Linked DNA regions of Mus musculus: region 2 is linked to region 1. The links are chromatin contacts, called in public Hi-C maps. All regions are on one chromosome and are shown on one strand. Each heading gives the region's core, a stretch centred on a gene start, on an enhancer-like site or on the middle of the called end of the contact. The rest is flanking DNA. Distances are from core to core; before and after follow the strand shown.

Region 1 (4,210 bases), core at 1,020-3,519:
TAAGCCATTGAAATTTCTCTAAAATGTAAGCTGACATATCATACACACATAGTTTTTGCTAGCTTTTCTATCTGATGTCATCATTTAATATCTCTGTAGAAACAGTATGAGTTTAATGATTTGTATTTTAGATTTGTATTGTTAGAAGTCTTCATTGTGAATTACTCTTTTGGTGATTTGTAACATTCTCTATTACTCTCCAACAAAATCATGCTGAACTACAGAGACAAATTAATTTCAACTTGTGAGAGGGTAGCCATGGTTTAATATCATAAGACTTAGATGTTTACATATACTTGAGGCTGGTCTCCCCCGGATTTTCCTCCCCCTCTCCTCCCTCTCCCTCTTCCCTTTTCTCTCCCCCCTCTCCCCCCCTCTGTTGTGTATATCTGTACTATATAGTGTTGTTTAATTAGCTAACAGTGATAGAGATTCAAACTTGTTTACTTTAGCATAGCTTACATAAGAACTAAGAAGTAGTAATACACTTTCTTAATCAGTAATACATGACTAATTTCAGAACTTTTACAGGGGGTGTCCAAAGGCTGCACAGGTGGTATAGTAGAGGACAAAATAGGTGAAATTCAAAGCAACTTGTGTAGTTAGGATTTAGAGAACCACATTTTTTCCTAGTTTTTTTTTTTTCAGTGTTTTTCCTAGTGTCATATACGGTTTAAATACTTAAGATCAGTGTTGTTAAGGGGCTTTTAGTTTATTTTGTTACATACTCAGGGCCTCCAGGTTGCCCTAATGTTATTATCCTTTGGAAATTGATGTAAGATATTGTAAAAATTGGAAAATTGGGAAACCCAACTTAACATCTCACTGTGGGTTTGATGTGTACCACTGTAAGAACAAAATATACAAAACAACAACAACAATAAATATAAAGAAAAACCCCTGTGCAGCTAGGTATGATGGTAATGTCTATAGTCTCTGCATTTGGAAGGCTTACCAGGTGGATTATGCACATAAGGCTTCTAATGTGATTGAGGCCAGTCTGAGATAGTAAGAGCTTGTGTAAAACAACTCTCTAAAACAACACTAAAAATAATCCCTCCTCATCTTGAAGAGAAAATATGAAGAATTAGCTGTTAATGTTTTCTAAAAGAAACCATTTCTCTTTCTTTGGATGGAAGCTGCTCATCACTCAGTGTTTAAACCCTAGACTGGCTTGTATGCACAGTTAAAAAACATAACCAGCATCACACTTAGGGATTTAAATTACGTTTGAGCTTTAGGGAAAAGAGTAAGGAAATTCAAAGTATCATCGTATTTAAATTGTGGGCAGCATCCCAGGGAAAGAAAATGGCAATTACACCTTTCTACCTCAGGCCTCAGGAAACTAGAGCAGTCAAACCCATGGTAGCTATAGTGGTGGGGAGCAGGAATGGAAAAGTATAGTTTATTTTAATTTATAGCTTAATTTACTCCATCTACTTCTCTATCTCTTTAGAATAGCTTAAGTTGAGCCTGCCTTTGTAGGTATAGTTTCTTGACCAGGTGATTGACTTGGCACAACTGGAATGTTGGATCTCTGCCTAGGCCAGTGTCTTCACCAGAAGGATGTTTTTCTACTTTAACATTGTAACTCCAAATAGCACAGTATGATAAGATTACGTTTGAAGAGTTAACTTAGGGACTGGAGAATTTTACTGTTAATAAATAAACAACTAAGGAAAACTTGCCCTCCTTTAAGTAAAGGGAAACTGACGTGAGAAATTTTGATTTCTTGGTACATGATGGAATACTACTACCTTTTTTTTTTTTTTGATATGCAACAAGCTTAAGACCTCCTGATACTATTTCTTAACTTAGAAATAGATACAGATTTGAATACTTGGTTTAAGGGCACATGTGAGAAAGGACAAAGAAATATGAGCAAAGAATGCTGAGAATGCAGCCTAGTAGTAGAACTCTTACATGGCATGTGCCAGGTCCCTAGATTAGATCTGTTACTGACAAAATAAAACATTATGCCAGCTGTAACTATATATGTAATATGCGATAAGGATAACATGTAGATACTTAATTTGACACACATGACTTTGTTGCTTGCTGTTTGATCTGAATGACCTGAAGTGGATTTTATCTTCTGTTTGCTATCAAAGCAGTAGTTCTAGACCCCTGGAATAAAGTTATTTTTAGGGCTTTTTTTTCATATTTAGTGTATTTGAAGTGATTTTATGATTGGTGTAGTCACCATTGATTGTGCTGTGATTATGAAAACAGTAGCATGAACTTTGTTTCAGTTGGCATGGCTCTGTAATTTACCTAGTTAGGTACGTTTGAGAGTAAAAGGGAGTGCCAGTAATTACCCTGGTACCACAGGGTTACAGTAAGACTGACTATGGCAAATCAAGTTATGCATTTACCTGGTTAGGATGTGCTGATGGCATGGAGCAGAAGACAAAACTCAGCTTGCTGTGTGCAGGGACTGCATGTATGAGTTATTGAGAAATTTGCCTTTTCTTTTATCTTTCTAGACTACCTTATGAGGTCCGCTTTTCTTGTAGTTGGAAGGCTATGTGGAACAATCTGGACTATGTTCTGCTTTGTTTATGATCATCAGGAATGAGGATCCTGTTTCATCCACAAACATAGAATGAATCTTGAGCATTCTCTAAACTAATGCCAGTGTCAAGGGGGAAAATCATGTGGTGTTAGTTGTAGGTATGAGATATTTATTACTCAGATGGGAGTTAGAATTACACTATTCTCTGAGACTAGTTGAAGTTTCATTAAATGGAAACTAGTTGTAAGACCAACTTTTCTAGGAAAGTAGTGCTGTTAAGCATAGGGGAAGGAACTGGGGAGCAACACAATGTTCTCTGAAGAATCTACTATGGTTGCTTATTTGCATTTCCCCTTAGGCATCTGTTAATGAGTTTCTTCAGAAGCCTAGAATATTGTAGTGTTTTTCTTCCAGTGAGAATATAAAATGACTTAACTAGGGGCGTTGTTCAAGAGTACACCAAGACAGATACTGTGGGAACAAGGCATTTCTTAGAAGAGTTTTTAATCCACTGATGGAGGGACAGCAGCATGGTGGAGGCTTTGCATGAGTTCAGGACGCCAACAACAGAGACTCTGGAGGGATCTCTGAAGAGAATCAGAGTCCACTTATCAGAGGAGGGAGAGTCATACACCTTCTGAGAATGGGCTTCAGCTGCAGCCAGGTTCTCAGATTCCCTGGCGGGAGACTGGAACAGGCTATGGCACCCCTTTGATGTAAAGTCATTTCTCAGGTGAGAGGCTCTGGAAATGTCAAGTCTGCTTGCTCTAGACTCACAGATGAAGTTCTAATAGGGTACCCGTGAATATTTGTGAGAGTCTTAAGCAAAAGGAGAGAAAAAGAAAACTTAGCATATTTTTTCTTTTTTATACTATATTATTTTTAATTTAATTTTTATTTGCTCATATTTTCCACACGCACATTGATTCCCCTTTCCTCCAAAATGATGAATTTCCTCAAATAACTATAATAATAGTAATAATTTTTAATAAAAAGCAGTATGTGAATGTGTGTATGTATGTGTATGTGTGTATGTATGTATTTGTGTGTGTTTGGGGAAAGGGTTGTCCAAAGACAACTTTGCAGAGTTGCTAATCTTTCACTGTGGTTCCTGGTCTGGAACTCAGATTATTAAAATTATGCAACAGGCACTGTAACTGCCTGAGACATCTTGCTGGCCCTGACTGTAATAATTAATGATCCTTTTCCCCCCACAGACTAATAGGGATGCCAAAGGAAAAATATGATCCTCCAGATCCTCGCAGAATTTACACCATCATGTCCGCAGAGGAGGTAGCCAATGGGAAAAAATCTCACTGGGCAGAGTTAGAGATCTCGGGTGAGTGGAATCTGAAGCATTTTATCTGGAATATAATAGCTACAATTGTAAAGAGTATTGCTGTACTTATAGGCTCTTTGTTGTGTTTTAACTGGAAGAACTAATTGGAAATACATAAGAATCCTGAGGCACTTCTTTTTAGATCTTTTAAAATATTTTCCTTTCTTGTTGAGATTATCTTGAGCAAGGGTAGCCATTTACATTTAAAGATATTCAGAGTTTGGTTTCTGAGTAAAATTAGGTTCTATAATACAGTAAGTCTTATGTTGACATTTCCAGAGTAATTTTTTGCAAATGAAAGTCTTTGCTATCCTTCTTTTATTATCTCAGTGCTAGTAAAGAAGGAAACCTAGATG
Region 2 (4,750 bases), core at 1,040-3,539, 75 kb before region 1:
TAAAATCATCCAAATTTCCCACAACAAACGAAGAAAAAAACCCACTCATAGGTGAATGCTAATATTTAAAAGCCTTCCAGGATAAAGAAAAATGTCCTAATAACCTTTAGGGGAGGAACAGTTTCACAAACAAGGCCCAAAGGCACTAAACAAAAAGTAGTTTACTAAATGTTAAAAACTTCTGCTTAGATGGCCTAGTCGGCCATCATTGGGAAGAGAGGCCCCTTGATCTTGCAAACTTTATATGCCCCAGTACAGGGGAATGCCAGGGCCAAGAAGTGGGAGTAGGTGGGTAGGAGAGCAGGGCAGGTGAGGGGGGGTAATAGGGAACTTTCGGGATAGCATTTGAAATGCAAATAAAGAAAATATCTAATAAAAAAAAATAAAGTGACAAAAAAATCCAAAAAACAAACCTTCTGCTTATCAAATATACTTTTTAAAAATTAAGAATTGAGGCTGAGGAGACTATCAGCAAAGTGCTTGCCATGCAAGCATGAGGGCCTGCATTCACCCCACCACACATGTAAAAAACACTGAGCACAGTGACTCTTCCTCCAAATTCCAAAACCAGAAGGCTGATCGCTGTGACTCACTTGGCCAACCAGACGAGGCTAATCAACACACTCCAGGTCCTAGTGACAGACCCTGCTTCAAAAACAATGGGATGGAAAAGTTATGAGAAATATCACACTACATGCATCCACACACATGTACACACATACCTTCCCGCATGCACATACAGTGAAAAGATGAATCTAAAATGGGTAGAGTATATTTGCAACATGTTCACTGGACAAACGAGTTGTATCTTGAGTGTGAAAGAGCAACACAATTGAAAAGTAAACAAGAAGGATAAAAAGACTTCAAACTAGAAAGGAAATGCCAATAGTGTGAAAGCTGTCCACTGAGTAGTATTACCTTATTAGTAAGCAAGGATACATCAATTTAAAACACATTATAGAATTCCATATTAGCACTACTTAAAGAGTGCTCAGTAGACCTATTATAATCTGCAACCACAAAAAGGTTACACTAGCATGTGAAACAAAGCACTAAATTATACTGTTCAATGCAACAGGCAATACTTTTAATAATGGGCATGCTGGAGATGCCTGTCCCAACACATGGGAGCCTAACCCTGTCTCAAATTGTTTTTGTTTTTTAGCAAAACTTAATCAAGAAAGCAGTGTCTACTTTTATTGTGGAGATGCAGTTTGTAAACTGGATGGTCTAAGTACCATTGTTTTACAAGCACTGGAATAAGGAAGGTTATGAAGCTTATGTTCCTGGCCAGTGGGGAGACAAGACACAATAAATAGAGGAAGGAGAAGGGCTGCAAGGTCAAAGAAGAGGGGGAGTTGATTGCATTTTAAAAGTAAAGATCAATTTCATATGAGAGGTGACGGAGCTCTTACTGTGCAAGCATGAGGGGTGAAATTCAGATTCCTGGCAGCCACATAAAAGCTGGGTAAACACAGTGCAACACCTCCCACCTCCAGGGGCTTCACTGGAGACAGTGGGATCCGCAAGCTCCAGGTCCAGTGACAAACTCTGCCTCTGGAAACAGCCTGGATACTGGCTGGCAGAAGAGAGCCTCCATGGGCACACATACATATGCACTCACACACATGTGAACATGTATACATAGACCAAGTACACATACACATGAAAAAGATCTTATAGTGTATATGGCACTGTGAATTCCTATTAGCCATGTCTAACGTGCTCAGACATGGCTATACAAAACACTACAGAATTAGTCTCCAAATGATAAACACGATAGCCTCTGTAAATTTACTAACTGGAATCGCCTTTATTCATAAACACGCCAAGGTTCAGATATTTACAGATGTAAATCACTTCATATACCACCTTTCCCTTCAGGGCTCGCTTATCAAACTGAACACGCCCGCTATCCCACACACACAACAGAATCTTGCCTTGTACTCCTCACCCCTGACTATAAGTACTGCCAATGTATTTCCGCTCCCATTTCATCCTCAAAATGACCTGCTCCAAGAGAGAACCCTTGCGTTAAGTGTCGCTTTTAAGCACTGATGACCCTCTGGGCTGTGGAGCCCAGAAGATCACGGAAGCATTTCGAGGACCGAGAAGCTGACCGGTGCCTACGAGATTCTGCCATGGATTCCGCTGCAACAGGAAACTTGGCTCTAGATTTACTTTCCACGCAAGAACACTGCTCCTCTTACCTCTACGGAGGCACCTTACGGCCGCCGCCATGTTGACTGTTCCGGATTGTGCTGACGAAGTGGGTCCCGGGTTTCAACTGCACGGAAATGCGAAAAAGGGTTCCGCGCGGAAGCTGGCAAAGGGGGAAGGAGTTGGTAGGAGCAGAAGAGCAGGGCGGGGACGACCTGGCTTCAGTGCCCTCGTGGCGAGGTTCCTGTCGGTTCCCTGTCTGAGACTGCCTTTCGTGGCTCGGGTTCAAAGGTTTATCAACCTTCGGGGCGGGGGTGGGGAATGGCTTTGTTGAAAACTCTGTAATTAATTATTCATTCCTTCTTATTTTTAATTTTGGACCCTGCAGATGTACTCCGAACGGTCATTTAAATAGAGGGAACCTGGTTCTCTGACTAAAGTCTTGAGAAAGCTGAAGTGTCCCCAGCTTCCTTCGCTATACTCTTGGCCTTCTTAAGATTCGGTTTTTCTTTAAATGAATATTGCTAGGCGACCGTGCGCGGAGCTAGCGTGTGCGCGCCTCTGAGTTCAATCTTCTTCATAGCAAAGAGAAAACAGAATCCATCAAACTTCGCCTCCACCCAAGGCGGGCCAGGAGGTCCCACTCTCTCACCCCCTTCCACCCCCCTTTGAGCAAACCTTAATCTTTCATCCGTCTGCTTTTTGGTTTCCGGCTGCTGGCAAGCTGTGCTGATCAGACCTAAGGAGCAGTACACTGCTTGGAGTTTTCGAAACACGTCTAGGGTTTTGTTTTGGTTTTTGGAGTTTGTCTGTTTTTGTTTTTGTTCTACGTAGCCAATTAGAGACCAGTGCACAGGTTATTCTGACCCCTTCCTACCCCCTACCCCCCCCCCCCCCAAAAAAAAAACATCCGTTATGTCTCAGCTGCCCGTGTGGTTTCTCTAAACCAAGTCTGGTCAGGAATTAATTCATAAGAATAAACTCCTCCAGTAATTGGCCATTTCCAAAGGCTCACTTACGGGCCTCTGCCTACCTCCTCAACCAACAACCTTCCTAACACACATGCGAGTGTACACATAACACACACACACAAAGAGAGGGAGGGAGGGAGGGATGAAGGGAGGGCAGAAGACACATTTCTCACCTCTGTGACATTTTTCCTCTCTGGCTTTTGTTTGAATTATTATGCAACACATTAACAGTATTTTTTCCCCTTAAGATTTAAATTCAGACTCTGCTCATTGTTGGCAGTCTCCTTTCATACTTCCAGGACTGAATTATGGCCACTTCTTCCTGGTTTTATGTAATAAACAGAATTAGTAATTTTTTTATTTATTTGAAACAATTCTGAGACCTATTATTCTATATAATACAATTTACCAACCTAAGTGTACAATTTAGTGGGGGGTTGAGCACACAGAGCTGTGCAGCTGTCACAATGTATCTCCCCATCTCTTTGAGCTCTTTGTGGGCAGCAATCATGTCGTTCATTTTTGTAACCTCAGCACATACTACACACAGCGTCAGACCGGAAGGAAGGTCTGCAGTAAACGTTGAAAAAAAAAAAAAAATGAATCCATGCTTATATGAATTAGTGACTTGATAAGAATTTCAAGCCTGCAAAACTTGGCTTCCTGAAGCTACTCACAGAAGATGGACCTCATCAAAGCTGGAATTTTCCAGAAGCTTTATTTTTATATTTATACCTAGTAGCCATCTAAATGAATAAGATTGTTACTTATAGACTGTTCTTGTTAACATGTAAGCAGTTACTTCAAAAGCTCTGCGACTGTTTAAAAAAAAGTAAAGAAAACCTTAGAACTTGACTCTACTTTGATAACTTTGTTTCTGCTTGTCCTCTTTTCCTTCTATGCTCTTTTCACACATACCTGAGCAACTACTAAGTACCAAACCTTGTGCTTAGATGCATAGATAAGAGGGAGCTGGAAAACTGGCAGTCACCTCATGATACTTAAAGTTAACTCCGTCTAAGAATATACACAAATTCTCCTGTTGCTGGCTCTTAGATTCATCTCCACAGCTGGAGTCAGTTGGTCCTCACCTGAAAATGCCTACCATGAGAACACAACCATCCAGTCAGAACTCACAAAATGTAATAAGCTTACAACAGTATTATTATTAAAACAATGTCCTGTATAAGTTCAATGTACCTTATTGCCTGCTTTGGTCACCAGAATCTGATGGCATTCAACCAGTAAGATCCAGAGTTCAGATATTTGCAGATAGATAGATGATATTCATTAGCTTAAGACTTTAGAAAAACTATAAATTAAAAGATACTCTGAAATAGGCACTCCATTATAATGATCATGACTTCATTATCATCGTGACTGGATTTAGAATTATGTAGGAGATTGAGGAATACCTCTGGGTATTTCGGTAATGATATTATTTCTAGAGAGAATTAATTAGTGGGGGAAACCCATCCTGAATGTGGGTAGCACTGTCCTGTGGGCTGTGAGCCCTGTGAGCTCTGACAGAACAAAGGGGACATGAGAGAAAGGCAGCTGGCAGCTGAGTGCTGGCTTCTTGCTGCTTGCTTTTGGTCATGGCACAAGCCACTCTGCTA

What was found. Hi-C and Micro-C count contacts between places; a contact is called where the count stands out from the background.
Region 2: a contact with region 1 is called in a Hi-C map of liver, with 2.7 times the contacts expected there. The contact joins the promoter of Mrpl1 here to the enhancer-like site in region 1. A contact is called at or near these places in 5 of 39 promoter capture datasets (the C10 cell line, the HPC-7 cell line, embryonic stem cells and 2 more), 4 of 484 Hi-C or Micro-C datasets (CD4 T cells, CD4 single positive thymocytes, the HPC-7 cell line and 1 more), 3 of 115 datasets of contacts at active chromatin or transcription factors (CD8 T cells, the SCID.adh cell line and memory CD8 T cells) and 3 of 9 other capture datasets (adipose tissue, liver and pancreatic islet).

Annotation. Positions count from the first base shown.
Region 1 is chr5:96,133,655-96,137,864 of GRCm38.p6, reverse strand. Cnot6l (CCR4-NOT transcription complex, subunit 6-like) reads left to right here. Exons shown (of 12, transcript NM_144910.2): 2 at 3,733-3,854. The coding sequence starts at 3,743. Among named protein-coding and RNA genes, the nearest start is that of Gm52799, 26 kb to the left of the region's middle. Within about 2 kb of position 2,269, at least 10 of the 459 cell types and tissues checked have an H3K27ac peak or open chromatin away from gene starts, as enhancers often do. A contact at or near this core is called in liver, where this site is marked.
Region 2 is chr5:96,207,654-96,212,403 of GRCm38.p6, reverse strand. It overlaps Mrpl1 (mitochondrial ribosomal protein L1), which reads right to left and starts at 2,289. Exons shown (of 9, transcript NM_053158.3): 1 at 2,211-2,289. The coding sequence starts at 2,241.